Regions from separate parts of the Rattus norvegicus genome. Here region 2 is linked to region 1. The links are chromatin contacts, called in public Hi-C maps. All regions are on one chromosome and are shown on one strand. The core of a region is the stretch at or near the end of the contact, and the rest is flanking DNA. Distances in the headings are between cores, read along the strand shown. Region 1 holds the start of Satb1 (SATB homeobox 1). Region 2 has its middle 120 kb from the start of Kcnh8.

Region 1 (5,384 bases), core at 1,155-3,654:
AGCTTCATTTGCATATCTTCGTCCTTATCTCTGCGGTTGTCCTAACTTGTTGCTTTAAAAAAAAAAGTGTATCACAGTGTTTTTCAGTTCTACACATCTCTCCCCTAATCTATTGCATTCTTCAAAACAGTTCTTCAAAATATAACACTTGGCTCCTCCGGTGGCACAAACCTTAGTGATTAAAAGATGCATTTTTTTTTTAAATTTTAGGTGGATGTCACGGTGTTCATTTTTATGTGGACTGTATTTAGTAAATTACCTAAAGGTCGTACTGTGTAATAATGGCCAGTAATGTAACTGGGGATCTTTTGTCGATGACAAAAGTATTTATTGCTACAACAGATGAATTCACTAACCCAAACTTTCCTATATTCGCCCGATGGGAAGTATTTTAAGAGTGATGACATCTTTTCCTTTGTAATGGCAAGTCAGGTGTGTGTTTCCAGTGACCCAAATTTAGTTTAACTCCAGCACTACGGGCCGCGTTTCAGAAGTCCAAAGTATCTATGGCTCTGACTTGTTCGGAAAGCCCTTACTCAGTTGTTACTGCATGTCACTCTTGGCAGTTAAGAGACCACATTCCTTTGAGAATAAGTACTAGGGCGAGCGTCACCCGGCTTCTTGCCTCTCTTGCCCTCCTACCCAGGCACTCCGCGGGGCTCTTCTCGCCAGCACGACTAGCTGCTTGCCCACCTCAAGTGACACCTGCACGCCCCCGCCCCCGTCCCCCCGGGGCGGCTCAGGGTCCTCTAGTCACCCCTCCTTCGCGCTGCCCGCACGCACCTGCCCGGGGCGCCCCCCGCGTCCTCCCGGCGCCCCCGGCCGCCGGGCATTGTGTACACTCGGCCGGCCGCCCGCCTCTCGCTCGCGGCTCATTACGGATGCTCGCGCGCCCGGCCGCCAGCGCGCGCCCCACTCAGCTCTTCCCGGGCCGCCGCCGCCGCCGCCGCCCCCGCCCCTCCCCCGATCCCGGCCCTCCAGCCCGGGTTTTGAGCCCGGTCCCTCCCGGCCCTCCCGCACCCTGCCCCCGCCGCCCGCGCTCCCCCTCCCGCGCCCGGGACGCGGCGGCCCCGCCGGGGTAGCAGGCTGCGGGCGGCCGGGAGGAGGCTGCGCTGCCAGCCGGTGCCTCGCATTAAAATGAGGAGGAGGAAGAAGCGGCAGCCACAGCGGCGGCGGCGGCAGCAGCGGCGGCGGCGAGGGCTGCAGCCCGGGAGGACGCGCGGAGCCCAGCGCGGCACGGCAGCGGCCACCGCGGCCGGGATGAGTCAACTCCTGGTTTAATGGGGGCAGAGCGGCCGCGAGGGGACACGAGCGAACGAGCGAGCGACGGGCAGCCGTCCGGGGAGCTGCGCTCACACGAGCGCGCAGACCCCCGCGCGCCTCTCCCGGGCCGCCGGCGACTCCGGCCTCGCCGCCCGCGTGGGGACCCCGCCTGCAGCCGGGCACCCGCCGCCCTCCGCGCAACTCTGCATCAGTTTTGGGGGGCCTCCGGGCGGCGGCTGCGCCCCCAAGTCCCACTGCCATTGTCGACCTCCTTGTTTACCTCCGACTCGGGCTGAGTGAGAGCTTGGCGACTTTTGGGGGGGGAGGGGGCGGGGAGCGAGTGGCCGCCGAGGAGGCGGCGGCGGGGTTGCCCTCGGATCTCCCCCTCCCCCCTGCTCCTCCCTCCCCGTCGATGCTCCCGGGCGCTCCGGGTCCCCGCGTCCATGGGCAGGGAGAGGGTCCCCGGGGTTGTTGTCGGTGACGCCGGCCTCCCAAGTGGCCTCCTAGTGCCTTCCCGGGGCTCTTGGCACGACCCTCTACCCCTCACCCTCTCAGGCCCCTGCTAGATACCCTCAGTGGGGGTGCGAGGCGGTGGGGAAAAAGTTTAAGGTTTGTTAATCGCAGTCGCGATTGTTGGGGAGGGGGAGGGGGCGGCTGGGAAGAAAGCGAGGTGGCCTTTCCCTGAGGCTCCCGGGTCTCGGACTAGTCTGGCGAGGGTGACACCAAGCCGACTTTACGCGCTCTCCCAGGAGCTCAGCGGGAGGAGGGGGTGAGGGTACCTTTTTTTTTTTTTTTTTTTTTTTTTTAAATTCCTCTCCCCACCCTTTCTGAGGTCCTTGTCCGCAGTGATTTTTTTCCTTCTTTTAAAGAGATTCCTCTCACCACCTCCCCAGTACCACCAGTGTACAGCTCCTAACGGGTTCCGCTTTGTTTTTACGACTCCCCCCACCCCCCACCCCAACGAATCACTTGTCAGATCAATTTTACCTTCTCCCTCCTCCCTACTTCCCACTCTCCCCTCCTCCCCTCCCAAACCCCGTTCTCCGAGGTTAGACATTTTACTAGCTAGCTATGCTGTTTGTCGAATTGTGACTTTTTTTTTTTACCCCCTCCTCCCATATCTACTCTTCTAGACGTTTATTTTTGCCCTTCCCCCGCCTAGCGGGGCGCGGGGTAAGGGAAGAGAAAATAATACAATTTCAGGGGAAGTCGCCTTCAGGTCTGCTGCCTTTTTTTTTTTTTTTTTAAACAATAATAATAATAATAAAAAGGACATAGAAAACACCAGTCTTGAACTTCACTTCAGGAACCCCGGCTGCAAAGGAAATCTCCTTTGTTTTGTTATTTATATGCTGTCAAGTTTTGAAGTGGTGAGTTTCAGGTCGGTTTTGCTAATTTCACTCAGTAAAACTGCAGCTTTGCTGTTGCTAGATAGTAGTTTGTTTCTTTGTCTCTTTAAAAGGTCACAGTGAAAGCTTGGCCTGGATCGTGCCGGCCATATGGAATGGATAAGGGCACAGTCTCTTCAAATGTGCTTCTGGGGTTCTGTCGGGCAAGGAAAGGACCCTAAGAGGAACTCATGGAAGGGATCTCAAGATGAAAAAAGAAAAAGAAAATACTTGGTTAAAATCAGAATTTCGCGCTTTTATTTCCTGCTTTTTAAAGGAAATAATCCCTGAGATGGAGTTTACCAGCTAGTTCCAGAAAGGATCCTCTGGTCTTATTTTATGGACAGGGAAATGGGGCTTGGGGAAAGTAGCCTGTTTTCTGGGTGCCATCCACACACTGCTCTAAAATGGGTAAACTATGTAGCTCAGACTCTCGAGCTGGGCTTTGGTTGAGACCACAGTTAGCCCCAGCTGTTGTCCAGGGAGGCTTGTTGGCAATGGCTGGAATCAGCCCTATCCTGAGGTTTGGTGAACTTTTGCCTTGGCATAGAGTTTAAAGGAGCATTAAATTGAGTGTTTTATGTGCATGTAATTTTGCTTTATAATGCAAACCTTTTAGAGACTGACTTAGTAGATGCTCTGGGTGTGTATTCAAAAAACAGTTTCTCCAGACCTATATGATGTTTCGACGGTCAATGCATCAAACTGAAGTCCATCTCTTTCGTTTGCAGCTCACAGTGCTGCCGAGCCTCATGATTACCTAATATGTTCTGTAGTATTAACTTTGATGCTCTTATGAATTCCCCAACCCCCTTTTTTCTCATAAGTTGCCCCAAGGGTTAATTTTTTTTTTCTGTTCAATTCCTATGCTTTAAAATTTGTCTTCTGCTCTAGGGTTGGAAAAATTGGCTTTGCATTGTGATTCGCATGAAGCAAAGTGTTTCGAATAAGTTAATAATCATCGCTCTGATTTTGGCTTTAGACTACAGTCTAATATAATGGGGAAGAGTGATCTTGATAAAAGTAGTTTAGAAAACATGAATTTACTGTTAATGAACCTCAAAACCAAAACCAGATGGGACCTTGACCAAGGGTAAACCTTCAGTTCTTAGCTCGCCACCCTCAAGTACAAAGATAGATAACTACTGCTATTCCTCAGACTCTGGAGTTCTTGGATTGGCGTTCTGAAGGTTGCCTTCCGCCCCCAGGTCACATGCCCATGCCCATTTCTTGATCATACAGGACAAAGTAGGGTGGACTTCACAAGAGAAAAACGTTTACAGAGAAGCCACGCTAATACAAACTGGATCTCAACTGATCCGGATCCAAAGAGTTTGTACATAGTATTTATTTTTAAAAGTATCTAAGATACTTCGAAATACTAGCCAGCTGGAAAAAGTGATGTCATATTCTCTCTGGCTTTCCTAAATACCACCAATACTTCAAGGCTAATGAAAGTTTATAACATAGCCCTATTTAAAACTATAATTTAGAACTAACTTCAGTATATTGTACCAATTGCTTTATTATGAGCAGTATTCAAAATTGAAGTCTAATATTTAATAGAACTGAGAATTAACATTTTTCTGAAATTATTATGATGCTAACTCCCTTGCATACTAATTACTTTTTATTACTAGAGACTGTGTTTTGTCAATACTGTTAGGATTTTTTCTTGTGAGCTTCATATTTTCAGGTTTCTTGCTACTTGAATTACTAACAGCACCCAGTTAGCGTTGGACACCTAAATAAAATATTAACTCCAAAAAAACAAGTTGTCTTGCTAAAAGTCATGAGACATTTGAAGAAGCCCTTCACACCGTTAAGGATGTGCTTAGGGGTGACATGATCCAGTCACATGTTTGACCAGAGACTTGAGATCTTTAACAGCATGGAACTCTTGATACTCAGATAGTAGAAAACTTTTTGCTGTTTTAGTTCATAAACTAAGTGGCAAGCTAAAAAGCATTTGGGTGTTTGTGGAGCTCTGCTGAGGTTTTCGTTTGTAATGTAGATCGCAATGTATGTTAGAGGGTAAGCATCTAAGTTTAATCCTTCACGCTGGTGAAGGATCCTTCCATCCTTCCTTAAAAATATTGCGATCACTCTGTCATAATTTTTAATTTTAAAAATTGAGAGTGCATGGGTATAATTTGTTATTTTCTTCTTATCTTGTGGTTATTTTTGTTCTGAAAGTAAGCCCATGTTCCTCCTAGTTTTAGACAAGAAATTACTTTTTAATTCATGTACCTTGGTGCAGATTCCATAATCTTCTGTTGATTTATCTAGAAGCGCAGTCTTGTGCATCATTACATAGTTGCACAGATGTGTTTGTGGAGGGAAATGTCTAGGGATAAGACGTGCATGGGGCAGGCATAACTATAGACCTCCACCCACTGATAACGTCTTCTTTTCCAGTTCTGGCAGGTGATCTGTAAGACAGTGACTGAGTATGGATCATTTGAACGAGACAACTCAGGGGAAAGAGCATTCCGAAATGTCTAACAATGTGAGTGATCCGAAGGGTCCGCCGGCCAAGATTGCCCGCCTGGAGCAGAACGGGAGCCCACTAGGAAGAGGAAGGCTTGGGAGCACAGGTGGAAAGATGCAGGGAGTGCCTTTAAAACACTCGGGCCACCTCATGAAAACCAACCTTAGGAAAGGTAAATACTTGCTAATCAAATCCTGGAAATCTGACTGATGTCTGCCCAAGGCCGTCCTGTGTGGGGGTGT
Region 2 (5,835 bases), core at 1,230-3,729, 630 kb before region 1:
CTTATTTGTTTTTGCTAACTTCCAAGGGCTTTTGAGGATCTCTTAAGAGAAAGAAAATGAAGAGCCAGATGGATTTGTGTTTGTTATTATTCTTGTGCAAATGAATTAGATTGCTAATCTCATGACAAGGCAAGGAGGGGGACAGGGAGAGAGACAGAGACTGAGGGAGACTGAAACATAGGTAGAGGCAAAGACATGAGAAAAGCGAAGAGAGTGAGAGACTGAGTTTGAGGATGGGTTTCCTGCAAAAGTCAGATGGTGATAATTAATTTTTAAAAATGTCCACAAGCTGCCTATACATATGTGGTGCGGGGAAACTGCCACACATTCAATTCTGCATTGTTCCATTGAATGAACAGGTAGAATGAAAGGGCACGGAATCAAAGGAGATAGGGCAAGGACTCTTTGGGGAGCCTCTGGCCAGGCACACTTTACCTGACAAGGGAACCACACAGAGGACTCCTCCCAAGAAGCAGTGAAAAAAAAAAGGCAGGGGAGCTGTTGAAAATAATGACAGGAAGGCTTAGCCTTTTTGAAGTTCACTACTTGAAGAAGAGAAAGCCATTCTTTTCCATGCTGGGGTTTGTTCTAACTTAAACTGAAGCAGTCCTATTTTCTACTCACATAGCAGTCCTCTGCCTCTGACGAGACTCAGATTGCAGGTGAATATGGGAACATAAGAAAGCTTCCTCTGGACTCGAAAGAAAAAAGTAACGCATAAGTAATTACACCCGCATACGTCTGCAAAATGGGTCAGTGGGAAATGTGTCTGCCACTAAGACTGGTAGAGGGAGAAGAATTGACTCTTAAAGCTGTCCTCTACTTTAACATACATACTCTGGCAGAGGTGTGTGTGCACATACACACATATCACATGTTCAAAGATACAATTAAAAATAATAATTACTAAAGCTCTGTATTCTTGATTCTTGGCACCTGACCATATTGTCCAAGACAGGCAAGATTGCATCCATTTCTACCCTGAATATGATTTACCATGTAAAACTTCCAAACAGACTGTGAGGCAATTGCGAATTGTAGCCTGGAAATGACTTGACAAATACAAATGCTTCCATTCCTCAAGTGGGATCCCTAGAACAGCATTGAGAGAGGATGTTTTTATACCCAGAATTGTAACACGCACATGCAAAATTATTGCATTCATCTAACATGGACAACTACAATTTTTCCTCAATATTTAAAGTCTCAAGCATGCACAAGCAGATTCCTGCCTATGTCGCAACTGCTTACTTCTCCGTTGAATATGATCGTAATGGGGGAAAGGTCTACTCAAAGGGGCATTTTTTGGCAGTCACCGCTCTGAGCATAGTTCAACACTGAGAGGACCAGTGCGTGGGCTGTTGACAGATGCTGCGTTAGACCGAGTTTGTCCCATCAAGTAGTCAGATTGAATAAGTCTATGGGAGAATAAATGAAAGGTGCATTGGAGGGTCATCTGCAAGTAAGCTTTTACCCTCAGAGAGGGAAATGCCTGAGCGAATGAGTGCAGTCTAGACTTAATTCTACACCAGAAATGCCTCCTCAGGAGGTTATGAATGCTCTGAGTTGTGAAGTCTAAATACATTTCTGAACCCTATAATGAAAACCAGACAGCCTTTGCCCCAAATACTCATTAACAACTCCAATTTTTTTTTTCCTAAAATATGGACACTACGTTGTTCCAATGGAAGCTTTTCTCTAATAAGAGCAATGATGAACACCGAGCATCTGGGTCCCCCAGATTCCTCAATCTACAAAGTTTGCACCACGCTGAAAATAGGGCCAGTGACTGGAACCTGAAGGAAGGGCTTCCAAACAAGGGACCAGTGGGTTAATACAGCCGGCTGCACAGAAGTCAGCGGCAGGAGGGACTTCACAGCCCTCCATTTCCTCAACAGCAGTCCCGAAGTGCGGCCACAAGAGGGAACCATTGTTCAAATGTTGGAAGAATTTCCTTTCTTCCCCCTCCCCTCCCCGAGGAACTCAGCCAGCTCAAATCCCTCTTTAATGTAAGAACCTGATCAAAAGGCTTGAACAAAAAAGTAGAGACAGATGTGATCATGGACACAGTTATTTTGGACGGCTGAACGATCAGCTTTTAAATACCTGAGTAACCAAAGGTCTGTCATCCAGTAACAGAAACCAGAGAGTCAAGGCCTTGTGCTGACAATAGAAAGACAGGCCTATATTTTATTTCTTCCATTGGCTCTACTTTGCCTAAGACGAGGAAAACTTTTAAAACCAAACAGCCAATATCAGAATGTAAAGAAACAAACAGAAATGCAGACTTCGAAGCTCAAGAGTGTCTCCCATCTGTGATAACACTGAGTAGAAACTGGAGAAGGGAGAGTGTGTCCTAAGCAGTTTTTGCTTGCAGCCCCGTGAACCAACGCTACTGACTGAAAAATGCAGACTAATGCGATAGAAGGCATACAGGATGGCTGCCTGGAGGTCGTGTGCCACCAGGCTGGCACGAGTCCAGTTTCCCAACCAGAAGAACGGGAGAATAGGCTGGAACGTGCTTGGTGCCAGTCGGGCTTTCACAGGAAAGCAGATGACGGCTAAGATTATTAATCTTGACAGTTTCCTGATTTATTGGGATGTTGTCATCTTCTCCTTTTGTATAATTTGCCAAATGATCATAGTATTAGACTTAAGGAAGCAGGGCCCCCTTCTTTAGAATTTGCTTCAACAGTAAAACACGAAGGCTTGGCTTTAGGCAAAGGTGGACAAATTCAATTCTCACCGACATACTATCATTTGAGAAATACCAAGTCATGTTTTGTGACTTTTGATGTTAAGATAGCTTTATATGTATTAGATAATTATAGAAAACTGCTCCATTTATTTAATAAATGCAAAGCACAGGGGAAGAAATTTAAAATCGAGGTCTCTAGCAGTCAAGAGCAAATGTTACTGCTTAAACTAGGATAGTCATAAACAAAGAAAATAATCCGAAAATAGCAGCTAGCTTTAAAAGCAATTCCTCTGCACAGTGATTTCCCAACAAAACGACAACCTGCATGGGAATTCTTGCTTTGAATTGCTCATGTAAAATCACAAAAACAATTTTGAGTTACTTCAGCATAGACTCAAAATAAGGAAGCATTTGACACATTTTATAAGTGGTCGCCTTCACTAAAGTATTTTTATGTTCTACTCTTTGTAATCCCTTGCATTTAAAATAGCAACAACAGAAATTAATCTTCCGTTTTTAAAAAGGAGTTACAATTAAAGATATTTCCAACATAAAAAAAAACCCCATGTTATCCACCAAGACAGGTTTATCAAAATATAAAATATCTAAACTTAAAATGCTATAATTGAGCCCCCCTTCCTTTTTATTAAGAAAAGTCATGTCTGTACCTATGCTTTGAGACATATTATGCAATAAACAGCAATCAGCCTAAAGATGCCATATCAAACAAACCAAGTTTTGTTTTGCTAAACTAAGCAAAATTAGTTGAATGCCCTAAGTAATAGTTGCTGGTATTTTTTTTTCTAAATTATTTCTCCACTTGTTTTTGTGTCTATGCATAAATTAAAAATCTGCTGAAATTTATTATTCATCGGAGATGTAATTAATATGCAAAATTATGCAAATTAAGATGCAATTAGGCTTCAATTCTCTAGTGGAATTTTCCATTATAATTTAATACAAAGTAATAGAGTAATTGGTGTCACGTGTAATTACGGTTACTCACGTGTACTTGCAGACGTGCAAATGATGTGGTATATGTTAGTTATCCTATGCAAATGGATCACACAATCTCTTAATACTTGGGAATGAAGTAAACAAAGATGGTCTTCAAAAAAAAAAGAGTGAGAAGGACCCTTTTTTATTCTCATGTGCTTTCATTTTGAAGAACTATGTGAAAATTGTGACTAATTTTCCTGCCTTTCTAAGAATTTTTAACTTGGTATTATTCGGTGCACTGCTTATTACTTTAGAGAAATTATTTCTAGTAAAGAAATATTTAAACAGAGTCCTAATAGAGATTTTGATGCCACATGGATGCTGCCAGGGTGATAGCAAGCAAACCAGAGCTCTGTCTAGCTGGGCACAGGCTGTTTCTGCATCAGGCTCTAATTTTCTGCTCTCTCAAAGAATATCAGGGAGCCTGGCTTGCCAAGGGAATGCTCCCTACATTTTCTTATTTCCTGATGACAGAGTTGACCGATTCGTTTGCTTCAAGAACTGTATAGAAGCCACGCTGATTTTTTTTTTTCAAACTAACCCTCCTAATGTTTAGAATTTTAGGGGAATTCCTTGTCATTTCTTCTGTATGAATAAAGCATTAAGCAATTGCACTGCTTCATAATCCCTGTCACTCCTGCAGCCGCTCGCTTCAAGGGACTCCTCTGCTGACTGCCTGTGCTGGCGGCCTGTGTGTCTCTTCCAGGGTCCCCGGGGAGACTAGAATTGGTCTCCCTTGTGCTTGTCCTGAGCAGAAGCTGCTGCTTCTGATTTCTCCATGAGAAATGATTACCGCTTGTTTCAAAACACCCATGCTGTGTTGAATCCTGAACAGAAAACATTTTGATCTCGACACTTTCCTTCTCATAACTGAAGCACACACTTTAAGATGAGTATTTTATATTCTTAGCTCCAATTAACCTGAAGTGTTTCTCTTTCCGATGTCTCCCCCCCAACCCCCACCCAGTTGAATAAGTCTCTCTTTCTACCCCTTTGTAACAGATTCCCCCGCAGGAGGGGATGCGTGTTATAATTTGCTACAATTAATAGGAGTGGAAAGGGCATGCTATAGATAAACTGCTTTATCTTCTGCCTGCTGTGTTTTCTTCCCAGTCCTTTCCCTCCACCTACAATGACTGGTTATCTGAAAGACGGGACATGGGTAAGAGGAAATAAAGCTACCATTAGTCTCTCCTGTTTCACCCCTTGCAGCCCCACCCATTCGTCCATATGTGGCTTTCTCATTCATTCCAGTAATAATACCAATTACTATGCAGGCAGGCCATTCTTATTCACATTTTCGGCTCGCCGTGGACATTTATGCTTCACTCTGAGCAACACTCACATCTTCAACAACATCGATTATACAGCTGTTGTACAGTCGTTGCAAATGAAATATACAACGCCCGGTTCAGCTCTTGGAATTCTTTATAGCGGTGGGTGGTGGGATGTGGGGCAGGAGAGCCCTTCCTTGCTCTCTTTCTTGCTGGTGCTGGCATCATGTTCTAATACCTGACCCTGCAGGTTACGAGGCTAAGCAAGGAGGACCAGGTAGCCCAGACCACGGCAGTTCTGTTCTCACAGAGGAGACTGGAATGTAGGCTTGGTGGGCACGTGGATCTGTGAGATCTCAGCAGCTCCGTGCCTTTCCAGAGTCTTGTCTCTGCCTTTCCCCTCTTTCCTGACTCACTTTCCCACTCTTTTTCTCCATCAGGTTATACTTATTGACAGAAATGAATATTACGCATTGACTTTAATTTCTCTCATGACTTTTCTCACCTCAATATGCTTTTCCTAGAGGGATTCAGGCCCTAAATCCTTCTGTTCCTGCTTTTCCTGGTTTGGTCTTCCAGCCTTCAAACTCAGATAAGCAGGATTGTCATGCATTGGCTTTCCAAACCTACCTATTCACCCATGAGTGCCATATACTATCATTGGAAACCAGATTTCCCCCATTTTACAGACACAACAGTGAGTGTGTTAAGGAAGGCCCTATTAAGGACATACATAACACACGTGAGACTTGCAAAAATACTACGTGCTTTCCTTTATACAACTAGGATTGTTCTCTTAGGCTGTTTTTGTTGTTGCTGCTGTTGTTTTGTTTTAGTTTGGTTTGATTTTTTGTTTGTTTTTTT

What was found. Hi-C and Micro-C count contacts between places; a contact is called where the count stands out from the background.
Region 2: a Hi-C map of frontal cortex shows a contact between it and region 1, with 2.9 times the contacts expected there. The contact joins the enhancer-like site here to the promoter of Satb1 in region 1. A contact is called at or near these places in 2 of 12 Hi-C or Micro-C datasets (Schwann cells and frontal cortex).

What each region holds. Positions count from the first base shown.
Region 1 is chr9:4,986,945-4,992,328 of GRCr8, reverse strand. It overlaps Satb1 (SATB homeobox 1), which reads left to right and starts at 2,404. Exons shown (of 11, transcript NM_001012129.2): 1 at 2,404-2,633; 2 at 5,070-5,314. The coding sequence starts at 5,104. LOC134480317 (a long non-coding RNA gene) reads right to left here and starts at 889. Exons shown (of 3, transcript XR_010054681.1): 1 at 784-889.
Region 2 is chr9:5,620,570-5,626,404 of GRCr8, reverse strand. No RefSeq gene overlaps it. Among named protein-coding and RNA genes, the nearest start is that of Kcnh8, 120 kb to the left of the region's middle. Within about 2 kb of position 2,479, at least 5 of the 93 cell types and tissues checked have an H3K27ac peak or open chromatin away from gene starts, as enhancers often do.